3 separate regions of the Mus musculus genome follow, and regions 1 and 3 are each linked to region 2. The links are chromatin contacts, called in public HiChIP or PLAC-seq and promoter capture Hi-C maps. All regions are on one chromosome and are shown on one strand. The core of a region is the stretch at or near the end of the contact, and the rest is flanking DNA. Distances in the headings are between cores, read along the strand shown.

Region 1 (2,700 bases), core at 102-2,601, 160 kb after region 2:
TGGAGTAGTGTGTAGGCTCCAGGACTGCCAAGCAACTCCAGAGCTGATCTTGTGCTGCTCGGGCAGCTGAGGCTGCAGTAATAGGCCTTATGTACAGCCTCGGAAAAGATGCCTAGGCCTAGGCGGGCCACATCTGGGACAGCAGGCAGAAAAGGGGACCAGGGCTGGTACCTCCTCTCTGGATGTATTTAATAGTCAGGGTCAAGTTTTGTTTCCAGAACTGGATGCCCGGAATACTTGAGTTCTTCCCATCTTCATGTAGAAGTCAAAACAACTTCCAGAACCAGGCTGAACCTATAGGAAGCCTAGGTGAGACCCTGGTTCTGGGAGGGCACAATGGTACATCATCGTCCAGATATGGCCACTGCTTCTCTTTGCCCATCTGTGTTTCAAATTAATGAGTGGTCTTTTTCTTCTTTTTCTTCTCTTTCTTTTCTCCCTTCTCTTTCCCCACTCTCTTCACTTCCTTCCTTTCTACTGGAGATTTAGCCACAGGTCAGCTGGACTGCAGCAAAAGAGCCAGTCCATTCAAAGCCTGCCTCACCTGCAGGCCCTGCCCTCATCGAGCCTCCTCCTCCTCTGCTTCCCTACAGGGCCAGAACACCTGGGGAGGTGGGTGAAGGCTGTGATGAAATTCCTTGGAAGATTCATTTGCCTTGGTAAAATCACCAGGACTAGATGCTGGAGCAGAATGAAGAAGTCAGAGAAGAAAGCTTTCGGCTACACAGTAAGGTAGAGAACTCCTGTTTCTGGTCCTGCTTCTCTTTAGTGGCAGCAGGGCCTACTCCAGAGTTTTTGTGAGGACCGGTGGATGAAATGGAAGTCATTCACGTGTAGGAAGTGCTCACTAAATGACCCCTTATTGTTAGCTCTGTGTGCTACTCAGCGTGCAGAACCTCAAGAGCGAGGGAAAGAGAAATTTGTGTGCATGTAAGATGGCCAAACCCAGGGTTGGCTCAGAGTCTGTTTGCAGGAGTGGTGGGGGCTTTGCACACTCAAAGAGAAACTGGAGAAGGCAGGGACAAGTGTGCAAGACCAGGAGGGACACTGACGACTTCCTTGCATTGCTGTGATAAAGCCACTATGACCAAAAGCAATCTGGGGGAGGGAAAGATGACTTCATTTTATAACACAGTCCTTAATGAAGGGAAAGTGAGGCAGGAACTCAAGACAGAAACCTGGAGGGTGGAGCTGAGCTGGAGATGACAGAGACACACTGTTTATCGGTTTCCTCCCCTCGGCTTGCTCAGCCTTCTTTCTTCTATACTCCAGGGCCACCCATCTAGGGAGAGCACTGCTCACAGTGGGCTGGGCCCGTCCACATCACTCATTGAGCAAGGAAATGTCCTGAAGGCTTGCTCACAGGCCACTCTGATGGAGACATCTTCCCAACCCTGTGTTCTCCTTCCAGATGGCCCTGGCTTGTAGCAAGTTGACAACAACAACCAGAAAATCACTAAGTGGTTCATAGCCTTTGCATCTGAATTGATCTGTCCCTCAGCCTCAGTAATGCACTGGCCCACACTGGTCTGCTTGCCCCTCTGGGGAGGTGGACTTTAGAGAGCAAAAGACCCTGGCTTTGTGTCAAGTGTAGACATGTGACAGAGACTGGTTCAGGGACTGGGCTATTGATCCACTAGGTCAATGAAAAATTTGAAGCTTTTCTAGAAACTTCTATACAGTAGCTGTCATGGTCAATATTAACTGTCAACTTGATGGGATCTAAGGTTACACTGGAGATAAGCCACCAGTGAGAGATTTTCTAGATTAGTTCCTGAAGGAGGAAGATCCTAAGTGGCACACTGGATACAAAGAGGAAAGAGCCGAGTGCCAGCATCCATCTCTTTCTGCTTTCTGACTGTGATTAATGTGAGTAGCCATCATTGTCTCTGCCATCCTACTGTCCCTGCCATGCTGGACTGGAGCTGTAAGCCAATACTGGCTGTTCATTGGTACCAAGAAGTAGAATTGTTGCAGTGAGGAACCTGACTGGGTGGCTCTTAGGCCTTTGGAAGGGTTTTATAGGAAGAGCATGGCAGTGTTTGGAACGTTGGGCTGGATAAGTGCTGGAGGGCCTGGCAGGCTGTTCCTGTGAGAGTACGGAAGACTGGGGCTGTGGAGGGAAATACTGACAGCGGAGGCCCTGCTCACGAGGCTTCAAAGGACTGTGTGCTTTACAGACAACTGGGCCAGAGGTCGTTTGTGTGAGATAGCCTGACAGAGTCTGGCTGCATTTTCCCTAAATGCTGAGATCTTGAACAGAGGATAAGGTTGAGCCTCAGAGTTCCTTCCCTGTTGTCCTGATGCAGCTGGAAGTCTCCTAATGGTCGCAGCCACCTCTGCAGTACACACTTGGCCTGCAACGTTAAACTTACCCAAGATCTTGCCTTCAACCAACTGGACTTTCACATATATTCTCCCCCGCCCCCTTTTGCTCTCCCTCAACCCCGCTGTAGACCTAGATAAGAGGACCAAGCAATACCTGAGTGCTGTCCTACTTAGGAGTTGCCTTCACCCAACAAATGACTCATCACTCCTGGACCTACCCACCAAATGCTCTAAATCGTGAAACGCGATTTCATTTGAGAGGCGAGCCTGAACTGAAGGGGTAGCCTCTACTTCTCTGGGGAGTCCTTGGTCTCTTCCCCTGTAGATGAGAACCTGAAGAGGCCTTGTGGTGGTCCTGTGTTGTGGTTCCTG
Region 2 (2,700 bases), core at 153-2,652:
ACAAGTATTTATTGGCCAGCCTAGTGGCCACATCTATAAGCCTAGAATTCAAGAGCAGAGGTGGGAAGGACTGGCCGAATTTTAAGCCTAGCCTAGACTACACAGCAAGTTCCAGGCTAGCCAAGACTCTCACTCAAAGTCAAAACAGAAGAAAAAGTGTATATACATATACATATATATATATGTATATATATATATATATATATGCAGATATACATACTTTAAGGCCCTTTTTGTTCTAAATTAATAACAGCATGACAGATACCCCCTTTCAGCCATGCTTCAAATACTCAGCAACAGTTAACAGTTTGGTCCCAGACAGTGGCCTTGGTCTGTACTGTCCACGGCATGGAGATTAAGCTCAAATATCCTTTCCAGCTGGGGGATGAAGCTGGGGGAAGCTCAGATACCAAGCCAGCCCCTGGCTCCTGCTCTCCTGCCTACACTGGTAGTTACTGCCTCTTGGGGAAGAACCTGCAGCAGGCGAAGCCTCCTGCAGTCGGACCTTGTGCCTTTCTGTCCAGTGCCACCCAGGACCCACATTTCAGTGCCATTCTGTCCACACCAGCCCCAGCGGACGCGGCAGTGAGTGTACGGCACAGGAGGTTTTCTGAGGCTCATTGCTGCTGACTTTAGAATAAATGACAGTCTTCTGGCTGCTGTTACTGCTTCACACCTGCAGATACACCCCAAAGTCCTAACTACCCACTCTGCAGTAGGGGAATGAGATTGGGGAGGCCTTTCTCTGAGATCTGTGTGCTTCCCTCCGCAAGGCTTGGCACAAAGCCCGGGTAACCCAGCAGGTAAACAGGATAACTCAGTGGGGTCCAATGGCCCTGTCCCCACCCGTACTTATGGTGGGTGCACCTGACTCCTGTCTCAGACAGAGGAACCAGAGGTGAGGTCTTGGTACCACTGTGGCCTCAGGGCCTAACATTGCTGGCTCAGAGAAGGCACAGAAAAAAAATATTTATTGAATAACTGAAAGAGTGAGAAACCATGAAAGCAGGGAGGAAGTATTCCAAGCAAGACCTTCAGCTCTCAAAGGCTGGATGAAGGCTTTCAGTCCATGTTTGGGCAAGGCTTGGAGGCTCTCTGACTCCAGACTCAGGCCCTGGGAAGTTGGAATGTGACCCCAGCAGAGGCTTGCTAGTAGAAGCCAGGTGTTGCCAAGTTGAAGGAGTCAAGCTTGAGACCCTTATATCCCAGGAGAAAGTCAAGGAGTCCCTCTGAGGTCGAAAGAGCCTTGTAGGGCAGGAAACAAAATCCATAGGCTGACGTTCAAGCCCCAGAATTTCGCTGTCTCCTTCAGCTATTAATAGCAACCATCCCACAGCATAATGCAATGGCGCAGGCCTGAATTGGCCTGCCTGGCTTGGCTGCCTGAGCCTCAAGGACAAAGACCGAAGCCCATTCATCAGCACGGTCCCGGCTTGGCACAGGGTCTGGCCCTAGGTCCAGCTTAATAAATATTTGTGTACTAAATGGTAGCTAAGGGCTGGCTTCTCATGCCTCAGATCTTCCCCTCATGTAAGGAAAAGCTCATCAAACCACATTCCTGAGGGCTGCATTCCAGGCAGAATTTTCTAAACAGTGACAAATGCACGTCCCCTTTGACTCAGTGTCCCTAAGCCCTGGAGAGCTACCTCATAGTGACACTACAGAAGATTCAAAAACATGACAAGGACATTTGTGTGACAATAGGCTAGAATCAGGCTGGCCACCCATGATGCCACAGGAGATAGCTGGATAGAAGGCAGAGCTGTTGGTGGAGGTGGGAGAGGTGTGTCCAGCAACAGAGACAAGGGAGCCGGGCATGGCACAGCTGGTCCCTGAGCAGGACAATGTGCAGTACCTCCTGGAATACCTGATTGTTCAACAGGTTAGGTAACGACTGGAGAGAGATCTGCAGGGAGTGGGGACTGCTATGTGGTGGCACGGAGGGGGCCACGTTTCTCATAGACTAAGAAAGTCTTTTTTCCTGGGGCTGGGGGTGGAGGGACTTGCCCCAGGACACATAGGCGCTAACCAAGAGGATGAAGCCATTTCTTCCTCACAGGAAAGCCTGCAAATACCCAGGAAGAGCCATCTTTTCCTCACAACGGGAGAAGGTGCCTGCTGCTTTAAGAAACCCAGCTGGAAAGAGCGTTAGAGACAGCTGGAGTTGCAGGGATCCCCAAAGGTCACCAATCTACCTGAGAATGTAGACTCCAGGCTGACAGCCTGGCCTCCATTCACACAGCAAGGCTGGACCAGTTGTGAGGCTCTCTGCCCCATACCAAGCATGCAGGGGGCATCCAAGACCTAATCCCAACTGCCCCTCCTGTAAGCAGTGACATTTTAGATGAGTCACTTCCCTTCCCCAAGCATCTGAGGTGTGAAGCCAAAGCCTACCCACTTCCTTGCTGGTGACTTTGGTTTGTTCTAAATATTTGGGGAAGGGGTGAGGGGTGTTTTCTGTTGTGGAACAGCAATCAGTGCAAAGCCAGGACAGTGCCTGCACAGCTTCTCCTGGATGCCCTGTTCACATCTGACGTAACCATGGTACTCGGTCACCCTTTGTCAGTGTGGAGGGATCCACACTGTTGCATGCTCCTAACTCGGCCACAGGTTTCACCAGCTTCCAGAAAGGCTGTTTCTAGGCAGGAACAAATTCTGGCTCCTACCCTGAGTTTCCTCCTCCTGAGCCCTTCTGTAATT
Region 3 (2,700 bases), core at 189-2,688, 200 kb after region 2:
TCCGTCATGGGCTTCTGTGACTGCCATCTCTGATGTGACCTCAGGTCCCTCCAGATCGGTGGCTGGGTCTCTTCAGCCTAGCAAGAAGCGGTTATCACTCTGTCTAGTACAGACCCAGGTTCCAAAGCCACCTCTGAAGCTGACCAGCCTGTGACTCCACCTGGCTGACCTTAGGAATGATCCAGTAAAAGCCACCCAGGGGCTTGTTAGTAGAAGGGGCTGTCTGTCTCCCCAGTGGTCCTTAGGTCTCAGGTTGGTCCAATCCCTTCCAGGGGAAGAGACAACTCTATTAGGATAACTGCCGGAGGAAGGGCTGTGGGGGTGTCAGAACAGAGATGGGGTGTCAGCTGGGCTGTGCTAAATCTGACCTACAGCCAACTTGCTTCTTCTCTGAACTACCCTCCCCCAACACACACACACACACACACACACACACACACAGAGAGAGAGAGAGAGAGAGAGAGAGAGAGAGAGAGAGAGAGAGAGAGAGAGAGCCTCTGCTTAAGGATGCTGCGAATGCCGAATGCCCAGTTTTATGCCCAAACACTTCTGAAGACTTGGGACACAGTGGGGGTGAGGGGCGGGGCAGACAGGCTGACAGGGCCCATGCAGTCTCCCACCACTGCCTGTCACCGGGTCATTTCTCCTGTACTGAGGTTAAACTTCTTGTGTAAAATCGGGGTGTCTTTTCTTAGGAGGACGATTCTTTGCAGACAGGCAGTGACAGCCTCGGCGCGCTGACATGTTCCACCATCACTAGGTATTTTCAGCGAGGCGTGGCGTCCCCCGGCCTCCGCACGCCCGCCCCACGCCCCTCGCCCACCGCCTTTCTCGGGTCTAGGAAATTCTAGGGCGCTTTTAACTAGGGGGCGATGCGCCCCACAGCAATGGCTCAGATGGGGCTGGGAGGGCCCCCAACAGAACGGACACCCGAACGGGGCGCAGCCGGGCGCGCGTGGGAACGCCGCCAAGAACTAGCACGTGTGCCGGGGGCGCCTGTGGACTGTACGCGGAGACCCGGGACACCCGCGCCCTGCAACCCCCCTGAAGGGTTCCGGCCGGGGGAAGCCCCGATACCTCCCTCCGGCTCGCTCATTAGCGACCTCCGGCTGGAACAAAGGCGTGGGGCGCACGGCCAAGGCCAGGAAAACCAGGAGGGGTCCGCACATCCCTGCAGGGGTGCGGCTCCGGGGCTCGGGCTCCGGCAACCAGGCTCTGGCTTGCACCCGGGCTCCGCGGCTGCGACGACCCGGGGAGGACCAGGCGCTCCGCGCCACTTCGGGGCGCGGCTCCGGGCGTACCTGGCAGGGTCCGGTGCACCGTGTTGCCCATCGCTACTCCGAGACTCGCGGCGCGGGGCTAGCTGGGCGGGCCGGGGGCCGCGGCCGGGCTGCGGGGCATTGCCGCTGCACCGGCGACCGGCGGGCGGCAGATGGGCGGCGCGGGCGGCGGCGGGAGGAGGCGGAGCCACCGGCCCGGGCGCGCCCGCCCCGCCCCCGCGCCCGCCACCAACCGTGCTTGGGCGGGGCTGGGGCCGCCGCCGCGTCTTTTGAAAGTTTGCACCGGTAGCGCGCTGGAGAGGCGGGGCTGGCCTCCTGCCCTCGTCGTTCCCGCGCGCACCGACCTTGCTCTTTTTGCCAATCGGGATGGGTCGCCGGGTGCCGAGTCCTTGTCCAGGCATTCGGCCACTTTGGGTGGTGCCTCGACTCAGGGACGACGCGCACACATGCAGGTCACGCCAGACAGTGTCAAGGGCTCCATGACAGTCCATCCAGGGTGAGATGGGGGTGGGGGGTAGGGATGGGGAACTTCTCCATCCCCTAGGCCGCATACCTAGGAGGAGAGACTTCAGTATGTAGTGGTTGTTTAGGGGGGGGGGCGGGACCCAGACTTGAGCTCACTGTGCCTTCTTCATTAAAGTACTGCCCACACCCTATGTACCAGGCCCTCTGCTGAGCCCCAGACGCAGTCCCTGCTCTCAAGGAAGAGAAAATTAGCAATCAAGATCACATAGTGGTCAAAACCAACAATAACATTGAAGTGTCAGATAGGGCCGGCTGAGGGTTTTTGAGAGAACGAGGTGGCATGTGAGGTGGGTAGTGTTGCCAGGAGGTACGAGGCGGCGGCGTTGGGGGGGGGGAGGGGGCTGAGAGGGGGAGGTGCATCCACTCCCACCGCATAAATCTTTTCTCAGAACCTTCCAGCCTTGGCTACTCTTCTATAAAAGGCCAGCTAGCCCATGCCACCCCTAGTCCAATTCACAGACTAACACACCAAGGTGGGGGAGGTGTAATGACTCTGTGAGGAGACCCAGTCCCTAACCATTACTTTCAGACTCCCATACTCAGTACTCTCGTCAGTTTAGGAAGCAGGGTTATTACCTCCACAGCACAGACAGGGTAAACCGAGGGTCAGTGGGTAGACGAGATGTCCAAACCTATCTCCCAGTGGCTGAGGGCAAGCTCCCTCTGAAACGGAGTAAAAAGAGGTGCTCAGAGGACCGCCTCCTGCCTTGGTTTCTCGTTGTCCTCAGACTCTCCTCTGTTGTTCCCCAGGAAGCCATGGCCAGACCTATTCTGTACTGAGTTTCTAATTCTCAATTACAAGTGCTCTCAGTTATTTAAAATTTCACCCCAAACTCTGGTGGGCAAAGGTACTTTAGCTGGGTAGGCCTTCACTCTGTATGACCCTGGGGTCCTT

Evidence for each region. HiChIP or PLAC-seq counts read pairs in DNA pulled down with a chosen protein or histone mark. Capture Hi-C pulls out chosen DNA fragments and counts their contacts.
Region 1: a promoter capture Hi-C map of adipose tissue shows a contact between it and region 2. The contact joins two enhancer-like sites. A contact is called at or near these places in 1 of 484 Hi-C or Micro-C datasets (bone marrow-derived macrophages), 2 of 115 datasets of contacts at active chromatin or transcription factors (the HPC-7 cell line and pancreatic cancer cells) and 4 of 9 other capture datasets (adipose tissue, embryonic stem cells, liver and 1 more).
Region 3: a contact with region 2 is called in a FOXA1 HiChIP or PLAC-seq map of pancreatic cancer cells. The contact joins the promoter of Neurl1b here to the enhancer-like site in region 2. A contact is called at or near these places in 2 of 39 promoter capture datasets (embryonic stem cells and hematopoietic stem and progenitor cells), 1 of 115 datasets of contacts at active chromatin or transcription factors (pancreatic cancer cells) and 3 of 9 other capture datasets (adipose tissue, liver and pancreatic islet).

What each region holds. Positions count from the first base shown.
Region 1 is chr17:26,448,307-26,451,006 of GRCm38.p6, reverse strand. No RefSeq gene overlaps it. Among named protein-coding and RNA genes, the nearest start is that of Neurl1b, 35 kb to the right of the region's middle. Within about 2 kb of position 1,351, at least 1 of the 459 cell types and tissues checked has an H3K27ac peak or open chromatin away from gene starts, as enhancers often do. A contact at or near this core is called in adipose tissue, where this site is marked.
Region 2 is chr17:26,610,208-26,612,907 of GRCm38.p6, reverse strand. All of the region lies in intron 2 of Ergic1 (endoplasmic reticulum-golgi intermediate compartment (ERGIC) 1), which reads right to left. Among named protein-coding and RNA genes, the nearest start is that of Gm41553, 30 kb to the left of the region's middle. Within about 2 kb of position 1,402, at least 83 of the 459 cell types and tissues checked have an H3K27ac peak or open chromatin away from gene starts, as enhancers often do. A contact at or near this core is called in adipose tissue and pancreatic cancer cells, where this site is marked.
Region 3 is chr17:26,413,597-26,416,296 of GRCm38.p6, reverse strand. It overlaps Neurl1b (neuralized E3 ubiquitin protein ligase 1B), which reads right to left and starts at 1,438. Exons shown (of 5, transcript NM_001081656.3): 1 at 1,302-1,438. The coding sequence starts at 1,332.